Linked DNA regions of Sus scrofa: region 2 is linked to region 1. A link is a contact called in public Hi-C data. All regions are on one chromosome and are shown on one strand. The core of a region is the stretch at or near the end of the contact, and the rest is flanking DNA. Distances in the headings are between cores, read along the strand shown.

Region 1 (3,087 bases), core at 239-2,738:
CCAGGGACTGAACCCACACCACAGCAGTGACGGGAGCCATGGCAATGACAACGCTGCGTCCTTAACCCCTAGGCCACCAGGGAACTCCCAGATTTTGATTTGGGAGGTGACAGGGAGCTTGTGCAGGGAGCCTTCCGGGCTGGGGGCTGTCACCCACCTAGACCAAGCTCTGCTCTGGGGCACATGTGGTGTCACGTGGCGTCAGGCAGACGTCTTCTGAAACCTGGTTTTGCCCTTACCCAGGGTATATGGTTTTCCATCCTGGCATCTTGGGAAGTTTAAAAATATCCTGGAGTGGGGGGGAGGACCCTCCCCCTTGAGAAGCTTTATTTCACTGCTTTGCCTGGCCACTAGGACTTAGAAAAGCTCCTGAGTGAGTCTAAGCCAGGGCTGAGACGCCCCAAGCTGGGGCTCCTGTGCTCTCCTCTCCGAGCCTCAGCATCCCCCGCTAGAAAGATGGAACCATGACACCAATCTTTTTTTTTTTTTTTTTTTTTGGTCTTTTTAGGGTTGCATCTGCGGAGGTTCCCAGGCTAGGGATCAAATTGGAGCTGCAGCTGCCAGCCTTCACCACATCAACACCAGATCCAAGCCCCATCTGCAACCTACACCACAGGTCACAACAACGCCAGATCCTTTAACCCACTGAGTGAGGCCAGGGATCAAATCTGCATCCTCATGGATACGAGTCGGGTTCTTAACGCGCTGAGCCACAGCAGGAACTCTAGTATGATACCAATCTTGTAGAAAGGAAATACCGGGTGTACGGCATGGGGCTGCCCAGCTGGCGGGGGCCCGGGGATGAGTACTGGGGGGAGGTGAGGCTGCTGCCACCTCCCACGGGGACCAGCCGCCTTGTCTTAAGCATCCCCGTGCCAGGCCCTGGGTGAGTTCACCATTTCCACTGCAGCATGAGTCCTCATACCATCCCTCAGGGCCGATGCTAGGGTCATGGCCACTCCCCAGTGAGAACACGTTTGGAGAAGGGAGGTGACGTGGGCACACAGAGGCCAGGTGGCTACAGGCCTGAGCACCCACTTCATTCCTTCTGGTATCATTCACCACTGCTCAGAAGCCCTGAGCCAGGCCTGTCCTCCATTCAGGATGCCCCAGGCACTGGGGACTTGGCACCATTCCCGGCCCCCAGGCCATCTAGAGGCCACAGCCACACCCGGCTGGAGCCTAGAGCAGGTGCGGCTCCTCTGCAGGCATCGTGGCTCAAGGCCGCCCTCTGCTGGTTCTTATAAAAATGGCGCTCGATCCGCACCCCGGTACCAGCTTGCAATCCCCGCCTGGGACCATGTCCCTGGGACCACGTGCACTCTTTCCCCAGGCACCGTCACACACGGTGGCCCTGCTGGGCCCGCAGTGCAGTGGGAGGCCCGAACGTACACCTGGGCGTCAATCCACCCGGCAGCGGCTCCACTTCTCCAGGCCTCGATTCCTCCCTCGCCTGCAAAATTGGGGTGGTTAATAGTTCCCACCTGCAGGGGGCGCTGAGAGGCTTCAGAGCCACACTTGAAGTCCTCACTGCGACTTCATTAGGTGCATTTTGCAGGTGAGGAAGCCACCTGGCCGGCCTTGCAGCACAGGCTCAGTAAATGCCAGGCGTTATTAATAGCATAGACTCTAACCTTAGCGCGTGTTCACCGATTCAGCCAGTTCCGAGCATCTACTGAGTGCAGGTGTCATTCCTGCAGTCACAGCGCCAGGGGGTTCAACACTGCTGTGGAGTGACTCTGACGAGAGGCCTCTGGTTCCACCCTAACACCCGGAGACACTTTTCCTCATCGGGTTGGGAGGGCCACGGGCTCAGCAAGGAGGACAAACTGAATCCGACCCTCAGTCCTGCTTTGCCTCCGGGACTCCGCCAGCCCCGCCTGTCCACCTGCAGGGTGAGGGGATTCTCCCTGCCCCCCCAGCACAGCGCCGGGCCCAGGCAACAGGCACCTATTGTGCACCTACTGCGTGCTGGGCATCCTCCCAGGTGCTGGGGACGCAGCAGAGACCAAGACAGTCTCATCGCACGTTTCTCCGCTGCTCCCCCCACACACCGCCTGCCTTCACCTTGTGCTTCTGACCCCAGCAGCAAACTGGGACACCCCCCCCCAAAGTACAGAAAAGACTGGAAAAAAATAACAGGGAGGGTCCCCTGTGAGCCATGCCATTGTCGGGAGGGGCCCACGCTCCTGAGCTGTGAGGACAGTGAGCTGAGAGGCTGGGGGCTGTGTGGGCACTTTGCAGGCATCCAAATGGTCCGCCCAAGGAGGCCCATCTTCCAGACGGGTACACTGAGGCACAGGGAAGTCACAGGGGAGGTGACTCAGGGACTAGAAAGCCAATGCCTTCCAGAGTCTGAGTCAGTGATGGGAGGAGGAAGGAGCAGACAGTGGGAGGAGCAGCACGAAGGAGGGAGGTGGGAGGGGGTCAGAAAAGGCTTCCCGGAGGGGGCTGATTGAGAGCGTCGGGAGGGAGGGCGTGGGCAGCCTTGGCACACACAAAGGCCCTGGGGCCGGGCGGAGTCTGGGTGAGGCCGACACTAATTCCTCGAAGATGACCAGGTGACTGGATTTAGGGCACGTCTTTCAAAAACAAACTGACAAATGCCTCCGAGGGTTCCAGATGCACTTCATCTTTTTTTTTTTTTTTCCTAAATTCCAATTAAGGCGGAAAGCCTTACATTATTAGGAATGAGGCCAGGGCGGGTGGGGGTTTTACCTTTTCGAGGCAGCCTGGGACCAATGGAGACGGCAGGGGATGTTTTAAATCTCTTTTTAATTAAGGAAAAAGCCCCAGCTTGCGTCAGGGATGAGCTGTTGCAGAGAACCCGGGAGGAGGAGCCACAGAGAGGCGGGAAGCATCCACCTCCCCGCTAGGCAGCAGCCGCAGTCTGGCCTCCCGGCCAGCCCTGCCAGGTCCTAACACTCGCCGTGGCCCCAGCCCCTCGGGGGCCTCTGGGACCCCAGCCATGCAGCAAGGGCTCCTCCCCTGCCTTTCCTGGGCCGTGGGCGAGCCCTGCTCCTGGCCCTCAGAGGATGACTGAGAGCTGAGGTTCAAGAGCATCTGCAAAGCCCTTGGCACCTGCCT
Region 2 (2,985 bases), core at 113-2,612, 330 kb before region 1:
CAGTTTCTTAATCTGGAAAATGAAAATGCTTCGAACAGTGCCTGGCCCTTAGGAAGCACTTCCTGTCTGAGTTTAACTCATGTTTTAGCGTCAGTCTAACTAGTATTTACTCATATTAACTAGTATTTGTGGGCACGTGCTAAGTGCTCTGGGCTCCCCGTCAGGGGACGGTTTCTCCCGGTCATCTGGGTGACAGCTGTGTGACCAGACACCCCGAAGTCGGGAGCAGGAAACCACCGCTTTGGCTGACAGATGGACAATTCGGGTGAGGCTGGGCAGGGGGGACCCGTCTCTGCTCCCCAAGCTTTCGCATCTGGACTAGGGCTGGAGGATGCACCTCCCAGACGGCACCCTCATGCCCACAGGGCTGGTGGCCCGGGCAGTGGCAGGGCTGGGAGTGTGGCGGTGTGCCCTCCCCAACCCCAGCACAGCAGGGTGGCTGGGTCCTAAGACCAAGGGTCCTGAGGCAGAGCCGGGCAGAAGCTGTACCACCCTCATGACCAGGCCTCCTTGGCCCCCTGGCATCCACTTCCCTGACTCCATCAGGGCCGGTCTCACAATGCCCCTGCCCCTTCCAGCGTCAAGGAGGGGGCCAAGCTGGAACGATCTGGACGCGCGTGTGGCCTGGGAGGGAGCAGTGCGGCCCATTTTGGGAAATATCATCTGTCCTCGCAGCCCGGAGGGTCAGGGCTGGAAGGGTGCTCACAGGTCACCGGGCCTGCACCCCACAGCCCACTGCACGGGGCCGGGGAGCGGGGGGAAGCTGAGGGGCGGAGAGGCGGGCAGGCCGTCCCGGTTCCCTGGCGCTTATCAGGGTGTGCGGAGGGATGGCCTCTCTCCTGCTCGCCCGCCAGCTCCTGGGAGGAGGGGGCCCCGCCGTCTTTGCGGCAGGACCCCCGCCCCTCCCCCAGTGCCCAGCTCAGACGACCGGGCCACCTGAATCCAGCAGACCCCCAGGCCAGGGCCCAGCCGGCCCCTCGGACCTGCCCGTCGCTCTCCCACAGTGACCTGGCCGGTGCTGCATGCAGCCGGTGCTCAATGACTGCTTGGTACCCTGCCCCAGCCTGACGGATGCCAGGGAGCTCAGGTCCTGCCAGGCCAGGGGACCCGGGGTGGCCAGACCCGGCAGACCCATCCGCTTCCAAACTGAGCCCCTTGCCCGCCCCGGGAGTGGAGGGGCCGGAGGTGCTGGCCTGGCTGGACCCCCCACCCACCCACCCCACCCCAGCAGGGACGGGAGGCCTGGCGGGCGGGCTTCCTGAGCCTCCTGCCGGAGGTGTCTCAGCAGCTGCAGGAAGAGCCGGCAGAGCCAGATAAAGGCCCAGCGGGGGCCCTTTCCCAACAAAGGAAGCCAGCAGAGGCCTCTCCTCTCCCGCCTAAACACTCCAAACGCCTTTCAAGCTCTGGGCGGACGGGCGGGCTATTCAGAAGCAAGGGGAGGAGGGAACTGCCGCACAAAATGGGGTGGGAGGTGCCTCCGCCTCCTTCCAGAACCCCGAGGCGGATCCATTTAGTTTCAGAGAAATAAACCCCCCGTGTTCTAGAATATTCCTTCTCGGGGAGCAGGCCCCTCTCTGGGCCCTGCAGGGCACACCCTGGGGAGGGAATTGGAGAGAGGCGAGGGGCCTGGGTGCCCCCCCCCCCGACCCCGCCACCGAGCCACCCCTCACCTCCGGGGGTCTTTGTGTGCCCCGCCTCTCCCTTGATTTACGAGGCTGCCACCCAGCCCGCAGCTCCACCCCCAGCCTCCCGCCGATGATGGGGTGGTTGGGGACAGAGGGGACCCTCCAGACCTCCGTGCTGCCCCACCCCCACCCCAGCCTCGCAGTAGGTGACCCCTGGATCTGCAGGAGGGTGGCGGAGGGCCCCCTGGCCTGGAAGCTTCCGATGAGACAGGCTTCGGTGGTGGGTCCCACCCCTAGTGTGGCCAGAGATTCAGGCGACAGGCTGTTTGAACCTTCGAACTCTGCCCCGTCCCTCCCCACAGCTCCCTGGGCCCCGCGGCAAGAGCTGAGCCTAGGAATGCGACCAACCCTGTTGGAGCCTTCTGCCACCCTTTAGCTGCCAGCAAAGGCTTCGGCTGTTCTGCACCTTGATTTTGTCATCTGTAAAGGGGGCGTTAACACTGCCTGCCTCCCAGGGCTGCTGAGTGAGATTAAGCCCAGAGGTGGCTGCGCCGGATCCATGTCCCTGTGTATACAGGTCTCAGCCCCCCGGGCATCCCCAGGGACCAGGGACAACTCAGGATCATACAGATGGTGTCAGGGCATCCGTCAGCCACTGGACAGAGCAGAACGGCCTGGGCTTCTGGTTGGTGCTAGGCAGTGTTGGAGAGGGGGCCCTGCTGGCCCGGGGACACAGAGTGGCCTGTAGGATGCTACCCAGTCTGGGCACATGCTGGCCCCCAGACCTCAGTCCCCTGGACGGCTGGGGCCTCTCCCGGCAGGGCGGAAACTGCTTGGTAACGAGCCCCAGGGGCGCTCCAGGCGGCTGGGAGAGGGCAGGACGGGGTTTGCTGGTGCCAGGGCTCATTAAGCCTGCCGTTCAGATGGGGATTAGGCGGCAGCCAGCCCACGAGTCCTTGGGTTTGGTTATTAAAGGCTCCTTGCAAGGGAAACGCCAGGCGCTCCCTTTCAAAGCCGCACCTGCTAATCAGAGGGCAAGGAATTCATTAAAACTGTAACTGGGGCTCCCCAGGAACAAGGGCTGGGGGAGGGGGGCTTTGCAGCGTGTGGGCAGAACAAGGGCACAGCTTCCCTCCCTGGCAGGGGGCACACACTCCCCCCCACCCCGTCGTGGGTGTGGCCAGGGGGCGCCAGAGGCCCGTGCTGCAAGGCCCCCTCCTCCAAGGGGCTGTCCCTGAGAGCCCAAGCCTGGACCCCTGGCTCCTCCGCTGTCATATTCCTTTGCTCCTTTGTTTTTTTTTTCTTTTGGCCGCCCCACAGCATATGGAGTTCCTGGGCCAGGGATCAGATCCAAGCCGCG

What was found. A called contact is a pair of places that touch in the nucleus more often than the background predicts.
Region 2: a contact with region 1 is called in a Hi-C map of fetal liver, with 2.5 times the contacts expected there. The contact joins two enhancer-like sites. A contact is called at or near these places in 1 of 5 promoter capture datasets (fetal liver), 6 of 47 Hi-C or Micro-C datasets (alveolar macrophages, embryonic fibroblasts, fetal liver and 2 more) and 1 of 2 datasets of contacts at active chromatin or transcription factors (skeletal muscle).

The regions. Positions count from the first base shown.
Region 1 is chr6:3,198,607-3,201,693 of Sscrofa11.1, reverse strand. The region is part of intron 6 of C6H16orf74; the gene reads right to left. Among named protein-coding and RNA genes, the nearest start is that of GINS2, 19 kb to the left of the region's middle. Within about 2 kb of position 1,488, at least 16 of the 83 cell types and tissues checked have an H3K27ac peak or open chromatin away from gene starts, as enhancers often do. A contact at or near this core is called in fetal liver, where this site is marked.
Region 2 is chr6:3,524,713-3,527,697 of Sscrofa11.1, reverse strand. The region is part of intron 1 of GSE1 (genetic suppressor element 1); the gene reads left to right. Among named protein-coding and RNA genes, the nearest start is that of GSE1, 130 kb to the left of the region's middle. Within about 2 kb of position 1,362, at least 33 of the 83 cell types and tissues checked have an H3K27ac peak or open chromatin away from gene starts, as enhancers often do. A contact at or near this core is called in fetal liver, where this site is marked.